Linked DNA regions of Triticum aestivum: region 2 is linked to region 1. Evidence: chromatin contacts called from public Hi-C data. All regions are on one chromosome and are shown on one strand. Each heading gives the region's core, a stretch centred on a gene start, on an enhancer-like site or on the middle of the called end of the contact. The rest is flanking DNA. Distances are from core to core; before and after follow the strand shown. Region 1 has its middle 4.8 kb from the start of LOC123134255. Region 2 holds the start of LOC123137542 (phytosulfokine receptor 1-like).

Evidence for each region. Hi-C and Micro-C count contacts between places; a contact is called where the count stands out from the background.
Region 2: a Hi-C map of leaf shows a contact between it and region 1, with 4 times the contacts expected there. The contact joins the promoter of LOC123137542 here to the enhancer-like site in region 1. A contact is called at or near these places in 2 of 5 Hi-C or Micro-C datasets (both in leaf).

Annotation. Positions count from the first base shown.
Region 1 is chr6B:475,316,855-475,321,951 of IWGSC CS RefSeq v2.1, reverse strand. No RefSeq gene overlaps it. Among protein-coding and RNA genes, the nearest start is that of LOC123134255, 4.8 kb to the left of the region's middle. Within about 2 kb of position 2,606, at least 7 of the 8 cell types and tissues checked have an H3K27ac peak or open chromatin away from gene starts, as enhancers often do. A contact at or near this core is called in leaf, where this site is marked.
Region 2 is chr6B:475,620,183-475,625,616 of IWGSC CS RefSeq v2.1, reverse strand. LOC123137542 (phytosulfokine receptor 1-like) reads left to right here and starts at 2,479. Exons shown (of 1, transcript XM_044557334.1): 1 at 2,479-5,434. The coding sequence starts at 2,651. All of the region lies in intron 1 of LOC123137544 (a long non-coding RNA gene), which reads right to left.

The DNA of each region.
Region 1 (5,097 bases), core at 1,357-3,856:
TATTTGAAAAGCGCCAACAGTGTGTGCCACATGTAAACAGTCCATGTTGAAAGAATAGAAGCAGAAGTGTGGAGATAATGTAATTGGTCAGTCAGGAAATTCAGTCTCAATGAGCTCAACTAATGACATGTGTGAGTTGAGCCCGAGGTCAATTTCAAAGTAACAGCAGCATTTTACTTTCCTTTTCATGTCAGTGGTCGATGGTACTTACATGTTGTATCGGGTTATCAAAGGACTGCAATCATATACATTTTATAAACAAATAAAACACTTTGATGAAGCATGTAGTAGACAAATAGTGCTACTGATAAATGGATTTTTATGTCAAACCACAAATGGTGTTTAGTGGGTCTCTGTGTCATTTTGCGCAATGGGAGATTACTCAAAAATACACATATTTTCAACATAGCATGATCTTCAATGAGATTCTATACTACAAAATTAAAATCTATAGGCACATCTCATTGTAGACAACAAACCTCCATTATTTCTTTATTAAAGAGGATTGATTTTATTTGCAAAAAGAAGGGTTAAATTTGTTACCATATGTGCTTGTCCACAACTAAAATAACTAAAGTAAGTTTTTTTTCAATGTGAATATGAATTCAATGGTTCTCTGCGTCATTTGGCACAATAGAAATAACTACAAGGATTTATTTGCATACGTATACATCCATAAATGTTTTAGGAGAGAATTACAACACATGATCTATGATGCCTAAAGAAAGATACGAGAAAAGTAAAAATCGCCACATAAAGAGGAGAAATGCAAGATCCGGATAAATGAGAACTAAATCCATGCATGCAGAGAAATCCGAAATCAAAGGAAAGGAGAAATTTCGCCTCTCTGGGAATGCTTATCTCGCCCAACTGAGGAACCGAGGAGGAAAAGGGGATAAACAAGCTCGATGGATTCAGTCCCTGTCGCTTCATATTCTACTACTGAAAGGCCACACAACTTTGTTCGTGGATGGGCTAGGTAGCGTATGGGCATTTCAAATACCTATGCATACATATGCACAGCACAAAGAGGTTTTTTTCATGCACATGAAAAATTAAAGTTTGGTACAAACACCGCTAAAAAATACATCCTTGAAAAGCTTCCTTAGCTGGTCTATACATGTCATACACTTTTTTTAAACTCGGATTACACAACATGCTAAACATATATTCAATATAGCATGGTTTAACACATGTAAGCATGTTTAAAAAATAGCATGATTTAGTTGAAGGTTCTTGCAGCATGAAACTATTTTCATCGACAGCATGTCTTCAGCAGGTCTCTGCGCCATTTGGTGCAATGGGTCAACTAGTATCCAAACCATTAGTGTCTTGGTAGTCCGCGGTAACGAGCAGAGACTCACGATCATGTGACCCCATCACCCCGTCTCGTGGACTTATGGTAAGGGCTAAGAATGCCTGGCAATGCCATGTAATTATCTCTCAGGTACCCTCCAGGTCAACCCGAGTTCACATCACTCGCGGGTACCCCTCGGGGCCAACCAAATGTCATCATGGTTCTGTGGTAAGTCAAAGTAACCGTGTGTCCAAAACAGCAAGGGGGGAACCCGAGGAATCACCCTCGATGGATTCCCACTCGATGTAACCATCAAGGTGGACTTGGAGGAATCACCCTCGATGGTCCACACTTGAGAGGTTGCATCACAGAGTCTTTATCGGGAGTGATGTAGGAGGAATCACCCTCGATAACCATGACCGAATAGCTACACTATAGGGTTAACATCAAAAGTGCTGACGAGGTATCGCTCTCGGCACTGGATAGTAACTCTGCAGAGTCGTACAACTAAGGGGGGATGATGTACAACTAAGGCCTGGACGTCGACCACATTGATTGATTCATCGGTCATCAAGCAAGGGCAACTAGGACAAGGTGAGGGGTCACTGGTGGATCACTAACCAGCCTATACTAAGCAGTTTAGGATAAACATGTAAGGTATGAAAGCAGTTAACAAAACAGGCTATCCATCATAATAGGATCATAAAAAAAGTAGCAGTTCTAATGCAAGCATGAGAGGGAAAGAAATGGGCGATATCGGAATGACCAAGTCGGGTTTGCTTGCCTGGAAGCTCTGTTGACAAGGAAGAAGGGTCGTCAGTGATGTAGTCGATCGAAGTGGCAGCATCGGTCTCAGGGTCTACTAGAGAGAAGAGGGGGAAAACAATAAATATAAAGCAAACAGGGCATCACAATAAATGAGTCAGCAATACGTCATGCTAGGGGTGACATCTCGCCGTGCTACATGTTGTAGACGGAAAGAGAAAACATCCGGAGAGGTTTTCCCGGTGTTTGGTATTTTTCGGACAGACGAAAGAGAGGGGATGGTTCCATGTTCAGTATGCCAGGGGCATGTGCCAGATGAACAGACCGCATATTTGGATTTGTTGTATTTTTCTGAACAACTTTCATATATAAATTATTTTCATCCGAGTTGTGAATTATTTTATATGATTTTCTAAAGTTTTAAACATTTTTCTGAAATTGTTTTAATTAAATAATTCGAAAAAACGCAGAAAAGGGGCTGGGTGCACCGGGTGCAGTGCACCCAGCTATGTGTTGTGGGGCTAATAGTGGGCCAATGGGGCCTAGTTGACCCAGCAAACATTGACTAGTCCAGGGGAAATAGTGTAGGCGGGTCCCACTCATTATTGACTCTGTTTTAGCAGCTTAATTATTTTGGGTTAACTAACAGGAGATGGCCCACCTATAAGTGAGATTAGGACTAACTAACATATTTAGTTTAAACCTAATAGGGCCGGCCCCACTTGTCAGGGAGCCAGCCGGCCACTACACGCTGCGCAGCGCGCACTGCAGCAGAGCAACGGCGGGCACGACGAAGGGCTCAGTGGATCATGGTGTGGTGGCAGCGGCGAGCTCGCGGGGCGCGGACGGAGGCTGCCGATGGCGGCAGCGGCAGCGGCGTAGGTGGGGCATGCACCGGGGAGCGGTGGGGAGGTTCGGCGACAGCGGTCCAACTGTAGGCAACAGAGGCATCGGGTGCGGCAGTGGCGAGGCCACACACGGGCGCCGGGCTGCCCAGGCGGGCGGAGCACGGCGGAAGCATGGACAGGGGGCGGCTGGGCATGACCAGAAGCATGCTTTGGCGAGGTTCAGGGGCACGGCAGGTCGCAGGCGGGCACGGGCAGCCGCGACAGCTGCGGGAGCAGCACGCGGGCCTAGGCGAGCGAGGGCGCGTGGGTCTGCGCGAGCATGCACATGGAGGGCTAGTAGCAGTGTGGGGGAAGGCAGGGCGCGACGGCCACGGGCGCGGCGATAACGAGCTCCTCGGGAGCTCGGGCGCGACACCGGGAGCGACCTACGGCATGGGGACGAGCTAAAGGGGAGGAGGAGGAGGGGCAGTGGCTCACTACCATTGCAGGGAAGGCCCGGGGAACACGCGTGGCGTTCGGAGACGATGGAAGCAGCAGCGACCCGAGGCGGACGGAGGTCGAAGACGGAGAGGTAGTGGGCGCTCCGGCTCCTCCCAGCTTGAGCTCGTGGACGGGGAAGATGTAGCAGACACCGACGAAGTGGAAGGGCATGTTGGGGGCGCCTGGGGACAGCGGGGCCTGCGGTGGTGGTCCGGCGACGGTGATGACGATGCGTCGGCGAGGTGGAGGGAAGGAGATCTGGTAGGGAGAGGGAGAGGCGGAGAGGGCGGGGCAGTGAGCGAGGGTGAGGACCGAGGAGGCAGGGGAGGATCGTCCTTATCCCGACGCTGTTGCGGCATGGGGCGGCGACCATGCCTACGGTCTCACAAAGAGGGAAGGCGATATGGGGGAACGAGTTGTCCTGGCTGGGCCGCTCGGTTGGGCTAAGGTCCAGTGGGGGGCAGGGGGCCTCCTCTTTTTTCCTTTTATTTTTATTTTCCTTTTGGTTTTCTTTTAAAACTTTTTTGTTTTCATTTTAAAACCAAAAGCAAAATAGTTTTACAAATCATAAAACTTACACTTAAAATATGAGTATAATTTGGGATACTGCCATATAAGTTTAACATTTAAATAAAATATTTAGTAATTTTACAATTTAAAAAGGCAATTAAGTTATCCATTAGGCCATTTTTTATTTAGTTTAGGGCAGTTAAGCACCTTATAAAAAGGCTGGTTCACCACCAATATTAACAAATGATTATTTGCCACATGATGAACATTTTAGATTTCATGTTTGTGAAATTTTGAATTTTACTTAGTATTTGAATTTGAATTCAAGTGGAATTTGAAAAGAGATAGGATCAAAGATGATCATGCATTGTTTAGCAAAAAAATAGATTAATCCCAGGGTGTTACTGTAGCATGATACTCGGGGTGTTACAAATCTCCTCTAGTATAAGAAATCTCGTCCCGAGATTTAAGAGGTGTAGTATGGGGAAAGTTCTGGTTACGAAATTCTAACGGATCTTCCCGTTCTTGGTTGCCCTTTTCGAAGAGGTCGATCCATTACATTGATGCCTTCATTTATCTGCTTCAGTCCATCATGACGAAGTCATCATCCTTTCTTTGAAAACTCCATCGCACTTACAAAAATTATTAGGGGTAAATTTGGGAGAACGGACCTCTACAAGGTCGCTTATCTGGTAGGTTACATTGGGGAAGGTGGCGGAAAGTAACTCTCGAATTGAAGCTTTAGAAAATATCAAGAGCCAAGTAAGAAGGTATGATACGTCTCCAACGTATCTATAATTTTTGATTGTTCCATGCTATTATATTATCTATTTTGGATGTTTAATGGGCTTTAATATGCTCTTCTATATTATTTTTGGGACTAACTTATTAACCGAAGGCCCAGTGCTAGTTTCTGTTTTTTTTTGCCTATTTTAGAGTTTTGAAGAAAAGGAATACCAAATGGAGTCCAAACAGAATGAAACCTTGGCGATGATCTTTCTTGGACCAAAAGTAAACCAGAAGACTCGGAGATGAAGTCGGAGACGTAAAGAGGAGGCCACGAGGCAGGAGGGCGCGCCCGGGGGGTAGGCGCGCCCCCCACCCGCATGGGCCCCTCGTAGCTCCACCGACCTAGTTCTTTCATATATATACTCTTATACCCTAAAAACATCAGGGGGGCCACAAAACCACTTTTCC
Region 2 (5,434 bases), core at 1,230-3,729, 300 kb before region 1:
CTACAGCGACCTCCTCCCCAGCGGATCCGGCCTCCTCCGATGGAGATCCATCCTGGGCACCGCCTTATTCTCATGCGTGCACTTCTATATCAACGTCTCATTCCACCTCACCTGAGCCTTTACCTTCCCACCTCTGCTTCAGATCCACATCACTTTGCAAGGTATGTGCTTGATTGTTCCGAACTGGATCGATGGATTGTGCAAGGTACTTTGGGTGTCGTCATTGACGGCAGTTGTCACGCCATGCTACCATCGGAGGGGTCCCTCATCGATGATTAGGGTCTTCCGAACTGCACGAGCTCCATTGAGAAGGATGTTTTTAATTCTGGTTTTGCCTACATGCTTTCTTTGCCTGTATCTACTTAGGTAATGTCTTCTTATAGATAGTAGCTGCTGAAGTGGTGATCAAAGTTGTTCACTATAAGGAAACAACCATGATAACAAAAGTGTATATTCCCTGACCTTTGACCTGAAGTACTTTTTCATTAGAAACTTGCAACAGCCAGGCATTGAAATTAGCAACAGCTTCGTACGTACTGAACTAATTTGCAGCAACACGTACTGAACTAAGTTAGGTTATGCTCATCGTTCCAACATGCTTAGTGATAACCACCTAGCAAGCTGATCAAACATGAAAAAATTGAAGTGCTACTGCTAATCGTACTATTCTGAATGTGAAAATCTATTTAATTGGCTCTTCTCTAATTGTACACTTGCATAAATCTCAGATCTTGCAAATTACAGTATAACCATAAAAGTCATGCTTTGACTCCTATAGGGCCTTTTGCACTTTAATATGACTAATAATTTGCCTTAATATCACAGATTGTATTACTACCTTTCTAAGTGAATGACATTCAAGAAGGTCATCAAATAAAACCAAGAAATCCTTCTGGTATTGGAGTGTAGGAAAGTTGAGACTATAAAACCAAAAGGTTATATTTACGTTTATTAGAGAAGGTTCTTTACTTTTTATAGGAAAACACAAAATGTTGCGATGTAGAGTCTAGGTGGTGGGCCTCCTTGATCCACTTGGTGGATGAGGGCGACTCCGGTCCTGGCACCCATAGTGCCAGTGATCCAAAAATCATAGGGTCTGGATATAGCTCTAGCAGACGTATGCGGCTTGCGCATCGAGCTTGGTCGTCTCGAGCATGGAGATAGGCGAGTTGTAGACCAAGAGCTGGTACAGAGATAGGCGAGTTGTAGACAAGAGCTGGTGGGCAGCAAGAAACGCATGCACACCAAAGAACAAATCTGAGTCACATGCCTACTTCTATTGGTTTCTACAAAGAGCGGCTAGCTTAGATCTTAGACCAGTCGGTCACTGTCGAGGTCGCCAAGGTGATCTTACAGCACCGCCGTGGGGATTTCTCATGATTTTATGTAGGCAAGCCGCAAGCGGTGGTGGTGATTGGCTGGGTGGTGTCGCTGCCTTGGGAAGAGACGAAGTGATGGTAAAAGTAAGCAGGATCCGATGATTCTTCCGTGGGGATAGCCAAAGTCAAGATGTCGACTACAGACTCGTCGCAGACTTGCAGTGAACCTGGATGCGGCGAGCCTGATTTGTGGATCGATGGCGGGTCTTGACTTTGTTAGGCTGGAATTGGATGGTTGCGGAGGATGGTGTGCTTGGTTGGGTTCCCATGGAAGAATGTGGCCTCCTCGTGGATCTGGTCATGCCCATCCTAGAGAACATTGTCCCTAGCTCCCTCGAGGAGCAAGGACAGTGCAAGCGGCAGCAGGGGGTAGGGGTAGATGTGGGGAGGGATGTCGGCAGCTGCTCGAGGTCATCATGATGAAACCCTTGACGTCCCATCTTTATCAATGGAAGTGGAAGAGCACGAAGTCGAGATTGGATAGGAGTTTGAGTTCTTTTTGGCACCGATCGGTTCCCCACTTTAGAGATGTATTTTTTTGCGTGCGAGCAAACAGTGAGTTGATTCTAAAAGGGATAGGCACTTTTCAACAGAAGTGCATGACGGACCAAAAATATGACCTCATTTTATTCGTTTGATAGATATCGTATTATTCGTTGTTGTTCGTTCGGTGAAATTTCCTAATATTTGATTGTTGTGTTTCTAATTAGAGCACCCTATAATCACCCAATATGAGGGGATGATAAATGAAAGATACTGATTATAAATTTTGAAGAGCCCGTGGCAACGCACGGGCGTTATACTAGTCAGTCTGGTTCTTCGAAAATCTAGCAATATCCATTTTGTATGCAGGCCGTATCCTTCACCGGTCTGCTTTCACGCTGGTTATTAGATTCATTTCCAGAAAACAGCCAAAAGGAAGAAGGAAAGCGAGGATGAAAAGGACGGTTAGGCCAACTTTGAACGCAAGTCAAAAGATTTCCGACCGTGGATCTCTCTAGCAAGTTGACAGAGACAATCAATTTCCTCAAGAAAATTCACGACTCCCACGGCCGAGTGCCTGCACAATCACAGGTCAAAACCGGAGCACGCACCGGACCTCCTGCTATCATGTCCTATCGTCTCGCACCTCACCTCTCTCCCTCATCCCTCGCTGCCGCCATCATTGTTGCTTGGGGCCAAATGGCTTAGATATCACATAGCTCCTGAACACAACAAACAAGAATTTCTCTTCCCCATTCAAGAGCATCAGCATAGCTCTTCTTGGATCAATGGGGCATCTCTTGATGCAACGCACTGCCACATGGCCAAGCTGTTTCATCCTGTGGTGCTTGTCCGTGCAGCTTCTCTTCCTGTCTCCGGTCTACTCCCTCAACCAAAGCTCCTGCAACCCAGATGATTATGGTGCACTGGAAGGCTTGCTGAGAGGTGTCACCGGAGGCATCAGCGGCTGGACGCTCTCAAACACGACCTCAGAAGTGGCCAACTGCTGTGCATGGGTGGGGGTCACATGCGACGCCAGCGGCTGGGTCATCAGGCTGGACCTCCATGGCAGGAAACTCAAGGGCGAGCTGGCACCTTCGCTCGCACAACTGGGCCATCTCCAGTGGCTCAACCTCTCCGATAACAACCTCCGTGGTGCCATCCCTGCACCCCTCGTTCAGCTCCATCGGCTGCAGCGGCTCGATGTGAGCAACAACGAGCTCTCTGGCACATTCCCGGCCAACGTTTCGCTCCCGGTGATTGAGGTCTTCAACATATCCTTCAACTCATTCAGCGGCACCCATCCCACACTCCATGGTTCATCGCAGCTCACGGTGTTCGACGCAGGCTACAATATGTTCACCGGGAGGATTGATTCAAGCATCTGTGAGTCATCTCGAGTGATCCGTGTGATGAGATTCACATCGAATCTCTTTGCCGGGGAACTGCCGGAAGGCTTTGGAAACTGCACAAAGCTCGAGGAGCTATATGCCGAGCTCAACAGCATCTCCGGGAGCTTGCCAGACGGCATATTCAAGTTGCAATTTCTGAAGAATTTGTCTCTGCAGGAGAATCAGCTCACTGATAGGATGAGCCCGAGGTTTGGCAATCTGTCCAGCCTTGCTCAGCTGGACATTTCTTTTAATTCCTTCACTGGACACCTTCCAGATGTTTTTGGTAGGCTTGGCAAGTTAGAGTACTTCTCTGCACAGTCCAACCTCTTCAGAGGCCCATTGCCTGCTTCATTGTCTCAATCACCATCATTGAAGATGTTGTACTTGCGGAACAATTCACTGAATGGAAGGATCAACCTCAATTGCTTGAAGATGACACAACTGAGCTCACTTGACCTTGGGACAAATAAGTTTATTGGCACAATTGATAGCTTGTCAGATTGCCATCATCTCAGAAGCCTAAATCTTGGCACAAATAACCTCAGTGGCGAAATACCAGCTGATTTTAGAAAGCTTCAGTTTTTGTCCTACATCTCACTTTCGAACAACAGCTTCACAAATGTTTCCTCGGCATTATCTGTCCTTCAAGACTGTCCAAGCCTAACAAGCCTTGTGTTGACAAAGAACTTCCATGATGGGAAGGCCTGGCCGATGACTGGAATACATGGCTTTCATAAGATCCAGGTGTTTGCCATTGCTAATAGCCATCTTTCAGGAGCAATACCACCATGGTTAGCTAATTTCAGAGAATTGAAGGTCCTAGATTTGTCATGGAATCAACTGTCTGGGGATATTCCTGCATGGATTGGTGATCTCGAGTTTCTATTCTATGTGGATCTTTCTAACAATTCACTTACAGGGGTAATACCAAACAGTTTCTCGAGCATGAAGGGACTTCTTACATTCAACAGCTCACAGCAATCCACAGAGACTGATTATTTTCCTTTCTTCATTAAAAGGAACAAAACAGGCAAAGGGTTGCAGTACAAACAGGTTAGCAGCTTTCCACCGTCTCTAATTCTCAGCCATAACAAGCTCATAGGTGCCATATTGCCGGGCTTTGGGAGCCTCAAGAACCTGTATGTATTGGACCTCAGCAACAACAATATTTCTGGTATCATTCCTGATGAGCTATCAGGCATGTCTAGCTTGGAATCCTTGGATTTGTCACATAACAATCTCACCGGAAGCATTCCCTATTCATTGACAAAGTTGAATTTTCTATCAAGCTTCAGTGTGGCATACAATAATCTGATGGGCACAGTTCCATTAAGAGGGCAATTCTCAACATTCACTGGTTCTGATTATGAGGGGAACCCCAACCTTTGTGGCACCCGCTTTGGCTTATCCCCATGTCAGTCGAATCATGCTCCCATCATCTCTGCAACGGGAAATCGGAAGAACAAGGGTCTCATATTAGGAATAATTATTGGCATTGCAATTGGAGCAGCAATGGTTTTGTCTGTTGCTGTTGTACTTGCGTTGAAGAGAAGCTTCAGAAGGCAGGATCATATAGTTAAGGCTGTTGTGGATACAAATGTAGCATTCGAGTTGGCACCAGCGTCACTGGTACTTCTGTTTCAGAACGAAGATGATGACAAGGCATTGACTATCAGTGACATTTTGAAATCTACAAACTACTTTGATCAGGCTAACATCATTGGTTGTGGTGGGTTTGGTCTAGTGTACAAGGGAACATTGCCAGATGGAGCAAAGATCGCCATCAAAAGACTGTCGGGTGATTTTGGCCAGATGGAGAGGGAGTTCAAAGCAGAAGTGGAAACTTTATCAAAAGCTAAGCATCCTAATCTTGTGCTTCTACAAGGTTACTGCAGGAATGGCAGTGACAGGCTCCTGATCTACTCTTACATGGCGAATGGCAGCCTAGACCACTGGCTTCATGAAAAGCCTGATGGCCCATCCAGATTAAACTGGCAGAGAAGGCTTCAGATAGCCAAAGGAGCGGCACGAGGTTTGGCATACCTGCACTTGTCATGCGAACCTCACATACTACACCGTGATATCAAGTCAAGCAACATACTCCTGGATGAGAATTTTGAAGCTCAATTGGCTGATTTTGGGCTTGCTCGGCTAATTTGTCCCTATGATACACATGTG